Linked DNA regions of Pan troglodytes: region 2 is linked to region 1. The links are chromatin contacts, called in public capture Hi-C maps. All regions are on one chromosome and are shown on one strand. The core of a region is the stretch at or near the end of the contact, and the rest is flanking DNA. Distances in the headings are between cores, read along the strand shown. Region 1 has its middle 100 kb from the start of YWHAZ. Region 2 has its middle 89 kb from the start of ZNF706.

Evidence for each region. Capture Hi-C pulls out chosen DNA fragments and counts their contacts.
Region 2: a capture Hi-C map of stem cell-derived neural stem cells shows a contact between it and region 1, with 6 times the contacts expected there. The contact joins two enhancer-like sites. A contact is called at or near these places in 3 of 7 Hi-C or Micro-C datasets (blood, induced pluripotent stem cells and stem cell-derived neural progenitor cells), 1 of 1 datasets of contacts at active chromatin or transcription factors (stem cell-derived excitatory neurons) and 1 of 1 other capture datasets (stem cell-derived neural stem cells).

The regions. Positions count from the first base shown.
Region 1 is chr7:111,087,528-111,094,769 of NHGRI_mPanTro3-v2.0_pri, forward strand. No RefSeq gene overlaps it. Among named protein-coding and RNA genes, the nearest start is that of YWHAZ, 100 kb to the right of the region's middle. Within about 2 kb of position 3,359, at least 21 of the 24 cell types and tissues checked have an H3K27ac peak or open chromatin away from gene starts, as enhancers often do. A contact at or near this core is called in stem cell-derived neural stem cells, where this site is marked.
Region 2 is chr7:111,529,532-111,536,773 of NHGRI_mPanTro3-v2.0_pri, forward strand. No RefSeq gene overlaps it. Among named protein-coding and RNA genes, the nearest start is that of ZNF706, 89 kb to the left of the region's middle. Within about 2 kb of position 4,675, at least 1 of the 24 cell types and tissues checked has an H3K27ac peak or open chromatin away from gene starts, as enhancers often do. A contact at or near this core is called in stem cell-derived neural stem cells, where this site is marked.

The sequences.
Region 1 (7,242 bases), core at 2,109-4,608:
GTTGCAATGAGCTGAGATGGCACCACTGCACTTCAGCCTGGGCGACAGAGTGAGACTTTGTCTCAAAAAAAAAAAAAAAAAAAATTTGAGGCAGTCTTGTTCTGTCATGCATGGCTCGCTGCAGCCTCAACCTTCCATGCTCAAGTGATCTTCCCATCTCAGCCTCCTGAGTAGCTGGGATTACAGGTGTGTGCCACCACGTCCAGCTAATTTTTTTTAAGTTTTTTGTGGAGACTGGTCTCACTATGTTGCCCAAGTTGATCTCCAACTCCTGGGCTCAAGCGATCCTCCCAACTCAGACTCCCAAGGTGCTGGGATTATAGGTGTGAGCCACCAGGCCCAGCAAAATTAAGCAATTTTTAATTGGGCTGCTTTAAAATTAACAAGTTTTTTTTTTAATCATGAAAAGATACCACTGAAAGATTGAAAAAGCAAGAATGAGAAAAAATATTTGTAGCACATAAGAAGGACTCATATCTAGAATATATAAAGAATTTCTACAGAGCGATTAGAACACAACAGCCAGTCCAACAGAAAAACAGGCGGGAAATTTGACAAGCCATCTTACAAGAGAAGATATCCAAATACTTGGAAAGCAAGATAAAAGGTGCTTGGCCAGGTACAGTAGCTCACACCTGTTATCGCAGCACTTTGGAAGGCTGAGGCAGGAGGATCGCTTGAGCCCAGGAAGTCAAGGCTGCAGTGAGCTATGATCATGCCACTGCACTCCAGCCTGGTGACAGAGCAAGACTTTGTCTCTACATACAAAAAAGAAAAGAAAAGAAAAGAAAAGAAAAGGAAAGGTGCTCAATCTCATTATACCTGGAAAATGCAACTAAAACTACAACACAGGCCAGGCATGGTGGCTCACACCTGTAATCCCAGCACTTTGGGAGGCTGAGGTGGGCAGATCACCTGAGGTCAGGAGTTCGAGACCAGCCTGGTCAATATGGTGAAACCCTGTCTCTACTAAAGATACAAAAATTAGCCAGGCATGGTGGCGCATGCCTGTAGTACCAGCTACTCGGGAGACTGAGGCAGGAGAACTGCTTGAACCCAGGAGGGGGAGTTTGCAGTGAGCCGAGATCGTGCCACTGCACTCCAGCTTGGGCAACAGAGCAAGACCTAGTCTCAAAATAAATAAATAAATAAATAAATAAATAAATAAATAAATAAATAAATAAGATTGCAAGTACTATGTGTTGGTGGGATGTAGAACAACTGCAGCCCTCACACTGTGCTGGTGAACGTGTAAATTAGCATAGCCTCTTTGGAAAGGAGTTGGTCAGAATCAACTAAAGCTGAGCAAACATCCTGTCACCCAGCAATTCCATCCCTAGTTACATCCTCTAAGAAATGAATACATATGTACAAAAGACAGAGCTTCATGACAACATTATTCTTAACGGCTGCAAACTAGAAACAACTCAAATGGCTATCAAGAGTTGAATAGACGAATTAATGCATTGTATAGTCACATAAAGGAATTTTATACACGAATGAAAATGAACTATTGTCACATGCAACAACATGGATGAATCTATAGATATAATGTGAAGCAAAAGAAGACAAGCACAACGGGATACATATTGGATAACAAAACAATAAGAACTTGGCCAGGCATGGTGGCTCACGCCAGTAATCCCAGCACTTTGGGAGGCTGAGGCGGCCAGATTGCTTGAGATCAGGAGTTCAAAACTGGCTTGGATAACATGGCGAAACCCCATCTGTCAAAAAATACAAAAATTAGCCAGGTCTGGTGGCATGCGCCTGTAGTCCCAGCTACCCTGGAGGCTGAAGGGGGAGGATTGCTTGAGCCTGGGAGGCTGAGGTTGCAGTAAGCTATGATTGCACCACTGCACTCCAGCCTAGACAACAGAGTGAGACCCTGTCTCAAAAAAAAAGAGGAGAAGGAGAAGGAGAAGAACTACTCCCCTGCAGCACGGGAAGTCAGGATAGTGCTAGGTGCTAGGCAGGGAGAGAAGGAGGGGAGTGACTGGATGAGGAGTGGGAGGGCTGTAATGTCCAAAACTCACTGCTGGTGACACAGGTGGGCTTAGTTTGTGATGACCTCACACTTAACCACTTGTAATACGATTTCTGCACTTCTCTGAAGCTATGTTATATACTTTAAAAAGAGTCTATTTACAAAAAATATACATTTGGTTTATGTTGTAAGTCCTTTATGTTCCCTGAAGGATCAAGCTTTTGGAAACTCAAAAGCCAGGGTGGCACTCCCTTTTCCCTGCCACTTTTTTCTCCTCTGAAGTCATGAACCCCAAACAGCTTCCCTGACAGATGGGGTGGGGGGAGGCAAATAGAAAAGAAGATAGCAATGTGAGTGAGGAAATGCAGCGGGGGGCTCTCTGGTTAATTTTTAAAGGCTATTCTCCTATTCAATCAACGTTTGTTCACCTGTAGGACCAGTTTGTAATAATTATGAAATTGGAGGGGAAAATTGTAAATTTTTTTACATTAAAAAAGTTCTGAATCATGCATGACAGGTCAATGTGTAGAAGAGGTGTTTTTGTTTGTTTGGTTGGTTGGTTGGTTGGTTGTTTTGTTGGTTTTTGAGACAGGGTCTTATTTTGTCACCCTGGAGTGCAGGGGTGCCATTACAACTCACTGCTGCCTTGACCTCCTGGGTTCAAGGGATCCTCCTGCCACAGTGTACCAAGTAGCTGAAACTACAGGTGCATGCCACCACACCTGGCTATTAAAAATGTTTTTTTTAGTAGCGACGAGGTCTCATTATGTTGTCCAGGCTAGTCTCAAATTCCTGTGCTCAAGGGATCTGCCCACTTCAGCCTCCTGAAGTGCTGAGATTACAGGCATGAGCCGCCGCACCTGGTCAAAAAGTTTTTAATAGAGTCATTATATTCTAATTTTCTCTCACACATGCTATATGTAATTGTGTGCATTTAAAACTTTGGAGCAAAACAGTTTTAAGGTAGGTTTATGGTTCTTTTTATTAAAGATAATGCCGTAGTCCTAAAAATGAAAAACCTGTCCATTTTTCTTTCAAAGTAATTTACCCAAAGCCTCCCAATTTGGGTAGGTACAAAAGTTTCACAATTTAGAACTTTTAAAAAGTCCTTTATTTGGCGTGGATGGGCCAGGACTGCAGGTATAATTTCTTGCCACTAGATGTCTCTGAGTTTTAAAGCAGCAGACTCGTGGGTTTTTGTCTATTTATACATACAGATCACCTACCTCCCTGTTAACAGAGTTTCATAATCCTCTTATGTAACGCTGGGTTGTCAGCTACAGTTAATCATCAGTTGGGAGATGGGCAGGCAGGGACCCCAAGGACTTCATGTCCTCGAGACAGGGTTGGACGTGTTGAGAGAAGGTTGAGACCAGGTGTGACCAAGCAGAACCCCGTGACTCTGAAATGCATCCACGCGGAGGCCAGGGAATGATGGAAAACAAAGAGCTCGCTGCTGCAGCACGTGACGGCTGGATGCGGAGACCACGGCATCCACTCCTTACAGCTGGGAGCCAGCAGAGGAGCTAGTGGGCCGGGAAAGCCCTCAGTCCTGCGTTTTGCCTTGGCTGGCTGCGGGCGCCACTTGAAACACGCCAGTCATGCCTCTCCCAACCCTACCCCCACCCCCTGGAACCTAACGGCCTGCAGAAGCCAGGAATTCTCCCCGGACTCCTGGAGTACATCGCCAGGGCATCTAATCAGTCTGTTTTCCATGGTGTTTTCGTATATGTGTCCGTCTGCCAGACTAGACAGAGACGTCCAGAGGGCACAAACCATGTCTTGTTCAGCACCGCATCCAATTGTTTTTGTACACAGTAGGCAAGTGTCCGTTGAAACCAATGTGTGATTAGAAAAAGTGTCTGAAAGACTGATGAAATAATCACTGACAAGTTATTGAATCTTAAGAAGTCCTGGCCAGGTGTGGTGGCCCACGCCTGTAATTCCAGCACTTTGGGAGTCCGAGGCCAGCAGATCACCTGAGGTCAGGAGTTCAAGACCAGCCCTGGCCAACACGGTGAAACCCCGTCTCTACTACAAGTACAAAAATTAGCAGGGCGTGGTGGCGGGCGCCTGTAATTGCAGCTACTTGGGAGGCTGAGGCAGGAGAATTGCTTGAACCTGGGAGGCAGAGGTTGCAGTAAGCCGAGATCACACCACTGCACTCCAGCCTAGGCGACAGAATGAGGTTCCATTTCAAAAAAAAAAAAAAAAAATCTTATATCCTCTGATAACAGAAATGGCCTCTCATTAATGGCCCCAGATGGTTATTTGGAGGCTGGTTTATGCAACTCCTTAAATCGTGTGCGTTTCAGTGAAAAAGTGAAGGGGATGAACTCTGGAGTAAAACTGTCTGGGTAAAACCCCAGCTCCAACATTTATCCAACATTTATCAGTTATGTGACTTTGGGCAAGTGATTTAATCTTTCTCCATCTCAGTTTTGCCTTCTGTAAAATGGGAACAATAATAGTATTTATTTCATGGGTTTGTCATGGGGATTAAATAAGTTAAATACTCATAGCAGGCTTCACACAGCTTCCAGCACATAGTGGTGTCTCAATAGTGGTTTAGAATTAGGGTCCTAACAAGAATGCCTCCAGTTCAAACCCTTGTGTGTAATTGACAAGTTACCTAACCTCTTTAGGCCTCAGTTTCTTCATCTGTAAGTTGGGGGTAACAGTACTCACTTCATAGACTGATATGGGCAGTAAGTGAGACAGGAAGCTTCCAGTCCGGCCACTGCTGACATTGCCCTAAATCACTTAGGACATGACATGAACAGCCTGTGGATAGTTCAGGCAGGCGCTCAGGAATCAGTCATCAAATTAACTTTCACAACACTAGCACCCCCTGACTTTTCTTTAATTCTTTACTTTTGTAGAATTTTAGAAGGCATTTTTATGTTTATTATTTTACTTGGATCATCGAGCCCATTTTAATCCCAAGGTTGGTTGGTGGTTAGTGAAGTAAATGGGTCTCAGTATAGTGAGGCATCAGGCTACGTGGGGAGCCAAGAAGAGGGAAGATGCTTGTGCAGAGGGAAGGAGCGGAGGAAGGAGGGCTTGGGAGGGGCCTGTGGGCTTCATCTAAGCCTCTAAGCTTCCTGCCCTTTTATGGTTGGTGGGGTTGTTTTAGGGCTCTTTGGAACATGCAACAAAATCTATGAATATTCACCCAGAAAATTGTACATGCACACAACATCCTCATTCATTTGCAGAAACTTTACAGTGTCAGATTGAGATCTGTGGCAGGCCACAATTTGGCACCCCTTTCAAATTGATTTTTTTTAATTTAATATTTGTAGAGTAGTGTCAGTGAGAAACTAATTGTATACTAATAAAAATCACGCACTCCTTTGTGTCTGAGATTAGAATCGATCACATACAAGCAGTTTTCTGAAATTCTTGAACCCATTTAAAAGTTAGGTAAATAACTGACTCTTTTCTGGTAGTCAGTACAACCCCATGAATTATTCTATTGACTGTGAATATCAAGTAGCTGCCCGTGCAAAGTGCTCAGCAGAAAGAGCCCCAATGAGGGGTATTCTCTTTTTCTCACTCAAGGCTGAGAGTGAAAGCAATTTAGATTTTTCCACTCTGGAAGGGTTGTGTGGGAGCCTTAGTTAGCTGACACCATCCTTCCAATTTACTTTAATGCTGTTTGTGAGCACTTTACAGATGAATGCCTCAGCACCTGCTGACCTGCCCACCCTTCAGTCCCCATCTAGATTCAGGTCCCAGGTTAAGACATGTGGACTAGATAGTCCATGTTTAAACACCGACGAGGTCATTAGCAGCTCTGAACATGCAAATGCATTACTCTGTACCTGAAGTGCATAGGATGGGAAGAGGCGGCCAAGGAGGGAGATAGAACAATAGAAAAAGTGACTACCTGGAAGCCAACGAGTCCATGGAAGCTTTGAGAAAGGGCACCTTGATGCATTTTCTGGAATGCTGGTGTTCTAGAATCCCCAGCCAAAGCGTCTCCTCTTTGCCAGTCAGGGCACTTGTCTCAGGCTTTTGGTTTGTTTTTTGAGACAAGGTCTCACTCTCACCCAGGCTGGAGTGCAGTGATGCGATCATGGTTTACTTCAGCCTCTACGTCCTGGGCTTAAGTGATCCTCCCACCTCAGCCTGCTGAGAAGCTGGGACTATAGGTACACCACCACGTCCAGCTAATTTTATTTTTTGTAGAAACAGGGGTCTTGCTATGTTGCCCAGGCTGGTCTCAAACTCCTGGACTCAAGTGATCCTCCCACCTCGGCTTCCCAAAGTCCTGGGATTAAAAGTGAGCCACTGGGCCCGACTCTGGTTTTGCATACAAGGCTGGGAGACAGGCTCTTTATGGCTGAAAGGACTCCTGTGGAATATATTTATTCATGCCTTGACTGCCAGGCCCTAGGGGTCTTGATATCAGTTGGCAGGGAAAGCCATTCTCAGACCTCCTGCCGGGTCATGTCCCATTTTGGGGCCTTCCACAGCAGGCCTGCAAGAGGATGTCCGTGGGGTGGGTTGGCCAGGGGAGCAGGGGAGCTTTTGCATCTGTTTTCAGAGCCAGGAATCCATGGGTCTAACGGTTGTAATGATTTGGTTCATCCCCAACACAGGGTGGTGCCTGTCAGCAAGTTTGCGCCACAGCAAACACTTTGTGTGGGGAATCAGGACAGCAGTGAGAGAGCTGGGGTCAGAGGGTGTCTGTCTTCTGGCCTCCAGGCAGCTTTTGCTGATGCTGACCAACTCAGCGCTAGGAGAGGCAGAATGAATAGCCTCCATGGCCTGGCTGGCAGCAAAAATTTAGCAGTCAGTATTGGAACAGTGTCATGCCTCAGAGGCCTCAGAGAGGAGAAGGCAGTGTTACAGAAAGCAGTGGCTGTCAAAATGCAGCTCCTTTTGCAGCAGTAGCCACATCACCTGGGAGAGCTTGTAAGAAATGCGCATTTTCCTCAGGTGCTGATACTTTGGGAAGCTGAGGCCGGAGGATTGCTTCAGTGCAGGAATTTGAGATCAGCCTGGGGAATATACCAAGACCTCATTTCTACTAAAAAAACAAACGGACAAAAAAAAAAAAAAAAAAGCAGGCATGGTGGTGCACACCTTGTAGTCCCAACTACTTGGGAGGCTGATGTGGAAGGATTGCTTGAGTCTAGGAATTTGTGGTTACAGTGAGCTATGATCACGCCACAGCATTCCAGTCTTGGCAAGACAGTAAGAATTTGTCTTTAAGAAAAAAGAAAAAAAAAGAAATACACATTCTC
Region 2 (7,242 bases), core at 3,425-5,924, 440 kb after region 1:
AGCGAGCACTGGGAGGGCTTGGAGAGGGAGGAGAGGTGGAAAGCAATGCAAGCAGTGAATGGAGGCTCTGACCTTTTTGGGATCTAGCCTCTGAAGTCACGGAGCATCAGTCACTTCCACCATTCTTCAGTGAGTTGAGCAGCCATAGGCTTGTCCCTAGATTCAAGTGGAGGAAAAACAGAGGCCACCTCTCAGTGGGTGGGCACCAGTCACTTTATAGGAAGAGCTTGTGGAATGAAATAGTAATCTCCATCTTTGGAAAATGCAATCTACCCCTCATAGGATGATGGCATCAGTGGCAATAATGGCAGCAGCTGCAGAATAAGCCTTAACTGTGCTTCCCACATGTACCAGAGAGACCCCCCACCCCCTCCATTATAGTTTAGAAAAGACTCCTCACGCTAGTTTCGACAGTTACCTACCCTATATCCCGTTCCACAGAGCCTTGTTTGGAGCCAGTTAATTGGAGAAACTCATCTCTGTTAATGGGTGCTAATGGGTTACTCATCCCATGAGACCTAACTATAGGTAATGAGGATCTGCCTTCTGGAGACAGGATTACTTATCCTGGGTGACTTAACAATGGCCGTAGAAGAAGGGAGTGGGTACAAATGGCTCTCTTTTGGTGCCACTCAGCTCACATTGTGTGGGCAGACACCTGGCTCCAAACTGCAAGCCAGGATCCATATGACAGCTCAATTAATGCAAGATTGCTGGGTGCAGCTATCCACTACAAGATAAGCTTAGGTAAGTCATTTATTTCCTGGTTCAAAAATGTCCCTTTTGACCTGGAAAACTGATGTTAAAAAATTGTGTTTAACTGGTAGAACTAAAATGATTTTTATTCTCTGCTTTTCTCTATTTTCTAATTTTTTCATGAGTAATATTATCCTTACAATACAAGTAAAATAATTGTTTTTAAAATTTTTCATCAGGAAGGAAAGCAGGAGAGAGACCTGGGCCCTGACCTTCCTTTGTCACCATCAGCTTGTGACATCTTCTCAGGCCAGCCCTAGCCAACTCTGTGACTGTTTCCACAGGTGTCGATGTTGGCATCATGTCTAACTTCTGCTGCTTCTCAAGGTCGCCACGATCATCTTTAGTGAGCAGATGTAAAGTATTTGTAAAAAGGCATCATGCAAAAACAAAGTTCATTGTTATTCATCCTTTTCCTTCGCAAATAAACTAGACTTCTTTAAAACATTAAAGCAAAGTGAGGCCAAGCTGTTTACTTGTTTACCCTAACATGAAGGGCCACTGCAAAGCCTGAGGCTCAAAGGTAAGATTCACAGCCAGGTGCAGTGCCTCCCGCCTGTAATCCCAGCACTTTGGGAGGCCAAGGCAGGAGGATTACTTGAGGCCAGGAGTTCGAGACCAGCCTGGGCAACATAGTGAGACCCTGTCTCTACAAAAATAAAAAAAATTAGCCAGGCATGGTGGTGAGCGCCTGTAGTTTCCAGCTACTCAGGAGGCAGAGGTGGGAGGATCACTTGAGCCCAAGAATTTAAGGTTGCAGTGAGCCATGATTGCACCACTGCATTCTAGCCTGGTGACAGAGTGAGACCTCATCTCAAAAAAGGTAGGATTCACAACATGTTTTGAAATCCTACAGAGTTCCTGAAGTCACACACACACACACACACACACACACACACACACACACTAGATGTGATATGTGGTTAATGGAAAAATAGCATCAGAGACACCGCATTCATTAACAGAAATGAATTTCGTTTGGCATTTCTTCTTTGGTCTTCTTGATATCTATCTTATAGCTATATGCAGCACCTGTGGGCTGATAAATAATGTAGTCAAAGAATTCTGCAAATCCAGAAAGGTCACTGTTTATACATCATCTGTCTGTCAAGTAAAATTCTTGGTTCAAAGCAAAAAAGCAAGTTTATTTTGGGAATTGGTAACTTGGAATAACAGCTGCAAAAAGAAATGAGAAATAAAGACCCATCACTTAATTCTTTTTCTAAATATTCATCTGAAGCCCAAATTTCATCAAATTTGATTGGTTTTAAGGAGAAAAATCTTGCCAGATGGAAACATGAAGATTGGAAAAGCAACAGAACTTGGAATTCAGAACTGTGGGGGATTTATAGAAGCATTTGTTAACAACTGAGGATATGCACAGCCTGGGTGGGTGTCAGCTCAACTGTGTGACCTGGTGTCCCCAGCCCAGCCATCCTTGTCTGCACAGCTGAGGAGGTTAATGATGATGGAGAGACTTAGGGGTACTCCCCGCACTCTCTCCTGAGATCCCAGAGCAATCCTGATTGCGGCCGTAAATATTTATGTAGAACCATCGCTTCTCGCCTCCAAGCTGGGAATGACTTCGCATTGAACTTCAGCCCTGCCTGCCCCAGATTGACTGTGGCTTCCTGAATCTTACATTGCAGCAGCTCCTTCCTGCCCACTTTCTCCCTGTGCTATCAGGGTGACCTGCAGCAAATGTTCTCACACAGAATCCTCAAACAACCTCCAGCACAAGGCAGGTGATACCCTCGTTCTCCCATGGGGAAACTCCAGCCTAGAGGTCAGGGGACTTGACAAAAGCACACATGAATGGTAGAGCCAAGCCTGCCTGTCTGCAAATTCCTACTTTTGGTCTCTCTGCTGCCCTTTCAGCCCTGCCCCCAGGCTTCAGTTTGGGAGGCCCCTCATCTGCGCCTCACCCCCAGTGCCTCTGTCCTCACCTGTGCAGTGCTGGTTTGCAGGTTAACACCTGCAGGCTCCTCTGGGGCACATTACTCTTGCTTGCTGTGTTCTGTGGCCACCACGCTACCTTGGTTCTGGGGCTTGGCTGTTTCGAGGGTAGAATCTCTGAATGTCAGGAAATTCAGTCTTGAAAAATTTCCGCTTTGCTGGTAAAAGGAACGCCTCCATTCTTTTCTCAGCTCAAGCAAACGTAGATCACTGTCAGGGAACACAGTATCAGCAATTTCCCCTTCTCTTCAGAGCATGGGACTGGACTGGAGATCCCATCTTTGGCTTCAATATTAATATCCAAGGAGTTACCACTTCCTTTCTAAACAAGGGATGCGGCCTTTGGAGGATGGTGCCCTGATCTTGGAAGAGCCAGGTTACCCATGTTTACAGGGACTCTGTCAAATGAAAAGGTGAAGACCTCAGGCACAGAAAAGCTCCTGCTCCAGGCTACACTGATCTTTCCTAACCTCCTCAAACACAGCAGTCCTGGAGGGAAGCTAAGCAAAGACAGGCCTGCCTCGTAGTTTTTTTCAAACCCATTCGTTTGATTTGGTTTTGATTAGAGTAGGCTAGTCAACAATGAGCAAAGCCTTTCACAAAAGCCAAAAACATATGGAAATTCCAAATTGGTGTTTAAAATTCAAAATTTGGCCCAAGAATCTTACTCTACAAGAAAGAAATCTGCATTTGTATATTCTTTCTCAGTTACTCGAGAACAGACTTCCGTATATTCTAATCAAAGGCCTTGGGTCCCAGAGGCTGTGTTGGTCTGGTTCCTGACAGCCCTTGAATTCCAGCTTCTAATCTTTTGCAGATCTCACTATGTGCAGACTAAACTAGAGATGTCTTCAAAGGCAGCTCTCTAGACTTGTATGTGCTGGCTGTTTTCTGGGCTCAAGTTCATGCCATGATTGTCCGACCCATCTTCCCTGGAGAGGCAGATTTCTTCCATTCCAGTCTTTAATCATTATCTGTGTTAGGCTTGACCAACCTTTCTGAAGGACAATTGATTTTAAATAGTAGTCACAGGCTTAAGTATACTCTACAAAGCAGATTTTTATTACACTGTAGTGAAAGGGCACACATAAAAGTGCATGTGAATCACAGAAGGCAGGCGAAAGAAGGGGGTCAGCTCAGGACAGGAAGAGAATAAATTTGTCCACAAATTACATAATCCACAAATTACATAATACATTAGCAAGTAACACATTCGATCCCAAACTCTCAGGGAGAAAAAAGTAATTCGTTTTCATGTTCCCTTGTTTTATGTTTTCTTCTTAAATATTGAAAATGAGTTGTGATGAAAAGTCAAATGGCTTTAAACCCATGATCAATATCCATACTTGGAGACAATATTAAAACAAGCGATTTTAAAACAAGACAATATTAAAACAAGACAATGTTAAAACAAGAAAGACTATTCTCCATTTCATTTCTCTTGTGATACTGTGACTGTAACTGCCATTGCTAACTAAAACATTTGGGTTGGCTTTCTCACATTTTAAAGCTCTTCTTATTTCTTTTGTCACCCCAACAACTCTGTGACTCCCATTTCAATGATCCCTGCTCCAGAGATGAGTAAACTCATTAGTTTATCACTATGCAGAGAAAGGGGTCTGAAATCTGCACTATGTGATGTGGATACTGACTGGGATTTGCGGATCGATGCCCTCTACATTTCTATCCTCAGATCCTGTAGAAAATAACTAGCTCACAATGCACATGGCAGTCATCAAATTCTGTTGTGGTTGCCTGTTGCTACATAACAAACTACCCCCAAATTTAGAGGACTAACACTACAATCACTTTCTTCTGTCTCAGTTTTATAGATCAGGAATTTAGGGAGGACTTGGCTGCAGCCTGTGATATAGATAGGGAACATTCAGTGGCTATCAGCTGGCAGCTGGTCTGTCTGGAGGGTCAGGCCACACACACACCTGGTGCCTTGGTAGGGACAGCTGGAAGGCAATGCTCAGCTGAGCCCTTCTTCTTCTCCCAGGAGAGCCTCTCCATGTTGTCTCTCCAGCAAAGCAGTTGAGCTTCTTTTATGGAGGGCTCCCAGAGCCCGTGCTCTGAGCAACAGGAAATGAAAGTTTCCTGACTCTTAAAGCCTGGACCTGATCAAAACACTCACAGAACCTGCCTAGATTTAAGGTGAATGGCAAATTTATATAATGTCTGCACAGCTTCATATAAACAGGGAAGGTCCAAAACTGATACCATTTGATGATGACTACATAGCTATTTGTGAATGGAGGCTCACAGTTTTGAGAAAGTTCCATATTCGAGAGAGAAAAGAGCGGCAATGTTATCTCATCTGAGGCCCCAAATTCCTACTCTCCATTGAATGACTAGCCCTGGATTTCCCAGAGCACAGTTTATGCGACTGTCAACTGTCCACACCCAGGAAGATCTAAAAAGAAGAGACAGTTCTGAGGTGATTTGTGAGGCCTAGATTTCCAACAGCTCTTTCTTCCCCTGTGGTAGGCAGGCTGGTCGTGGAGGCAGGGGGAAGAATGCTACTGTTGCATGACAAACTACCCCAAAACTCAGAGGCTTAGACTTCATTCCCTAAACTTAGGAATATTACCATATTTAGCAAAAGGGGCTTTGCAGATGTGATTAAGTGAAGGATTTTGAGATGGAGAGATAACCCTGGATCATTGGGCATACCCAATATAGTCACAAGGGCCCGTGTAATAGGGAGGCAGGAGAACAGAGTGGGTAGCAGGAGATGAGAGGTGGGGAGCAAGAGGTCTGAGTGAGAGGAGGAAGAGGCCAGGAGCCAAGGAACATGGGCGGCCTCTAGAAACTGGGAGGCAAAGAACAGAGTCTCCACTGGAGCCTCCAGAAGGAACTGCTGACACCTTGGTTTTAGCCCCGTGAGACTCACTGCAGACTTCTGACTTCCAGAACTGTAAGATTAAAAGTGCGTGTGGCTTGAAGTCACTAACTTTTATGGTAATTTGTTACAGCAACAACAGGAAACCAATTTACTCTCCTAAAACACCGTGAATAAGTTACCTATATAGCATCTCATGGTATTTATATTGCACAGGGGTTGACCTAATAAAGTGCAACAGAGCCTCTTCCGCCCAGAGATAAACTAGGATTCTGCATCCCACCTCCGGCTAAATCCCTGTGAACACATGGTTCGATTTTTGTTCATCCTGCCTTTGTAAGTGAACGGCTTCCAGGGAAAAGAGTTAAAAGTAACCAGGAGTTAAAGGCCATCTTCTAATGACTGAGGGAGCTAGTAACAGTGAATTTTGCTTTTTTTAAACTTCTAAACTTGAAAGAGTGGTTTAACTAGGGAGGTCTCTTTTAAGGACAAGGCCACTAAACCTCGAGTAGATTTCTTTCTTTGCTTTTCTTAGAGGTGGGGTCTTGCTATGTTGCCCAGGCTGGAGTGCAGTAGCTATTCACAAGCACAATCATAACGCACCACAGCCTCGAACTCCTGGGCCCAAGTGATCCTCCCACTGCAGCCTTCCAAGTAGCTGGGGCTACAGTCACGCACTACCATTCCCAGTATGAATGGGTTTCTTAAGAATTATCCAGATAATTCAGACTTAATGTCTCATATTAGAGAATAAAACTCAACTAATATCTTTTTTAACAGGGAAATAATGTAAAAATGTTTACATTATTACACACTACAATAATAATGTACTAATGTTTATTTACTTTTGTCAAGTACTTTCACAGACCACTCTCCATGAATGTTAAGCATCATGACAAGTAAGCTTGTCTTCCTTATAAGAGAGACTGGGAAGTGGAGACTCAGAAAAATTCAGCAACTCACGGAACTCCCACACTAAGTTGTGAAGGGACTGATCTTGGATTTGAGTCTAAGCCCGAGTTCCAAGTGCCTCCCCTTAAACCTCTCAGGTCAAGGCCAAAGGCAAATGTTCCTACCAAGCTCCCTGCTCCTCACCCAGCAAGAAGGGATTAGATAACTGAAGAGGGTTAAATCAAAAATCAGTAAGACATTTGCCTATATCAGACACCAACCTGACCTCAGTTTAAGAGAACTGTCCTTTGAAGGCCAGGTGCAGTGGCTCATGCCTGTAATCCCAGCACTTTGGGAGGCCGAGGAGGGTGGATCACCTGAGGTCAGGAGTTCGAGACCAGCCTGACAAACATGGTGAAACTCTGCCTCTACTAAAAATACAAAAATTAGCTGGGCGTGGTGGCAGGTTCCTGTAATCCCAGCTACTTGGGAGGCTGAGGCAGGAGAATGGCTTAAACCCAGGAGGCGGAGGTTGCAGTGAGCCAAGATCATGCCATTGCACTCCAGCATGGGTGACAAGAGTGAAACTCCATCTCAAACAAAACAAAACAAAAAACAAACAAAACAAAAGGAACTGGCCTTTGGGACACACGGGACATATGAATATAAGCTAATATGATGGTAGATGGGAAAGGCACGGTGGTTAAAAAAAAAAAGCCCTTATCAGTTAAAGACATGCTTCTCATGTATTTATGGGTAAAATGACAAGTTTGAAACTCTCTAGTCCCATTTCC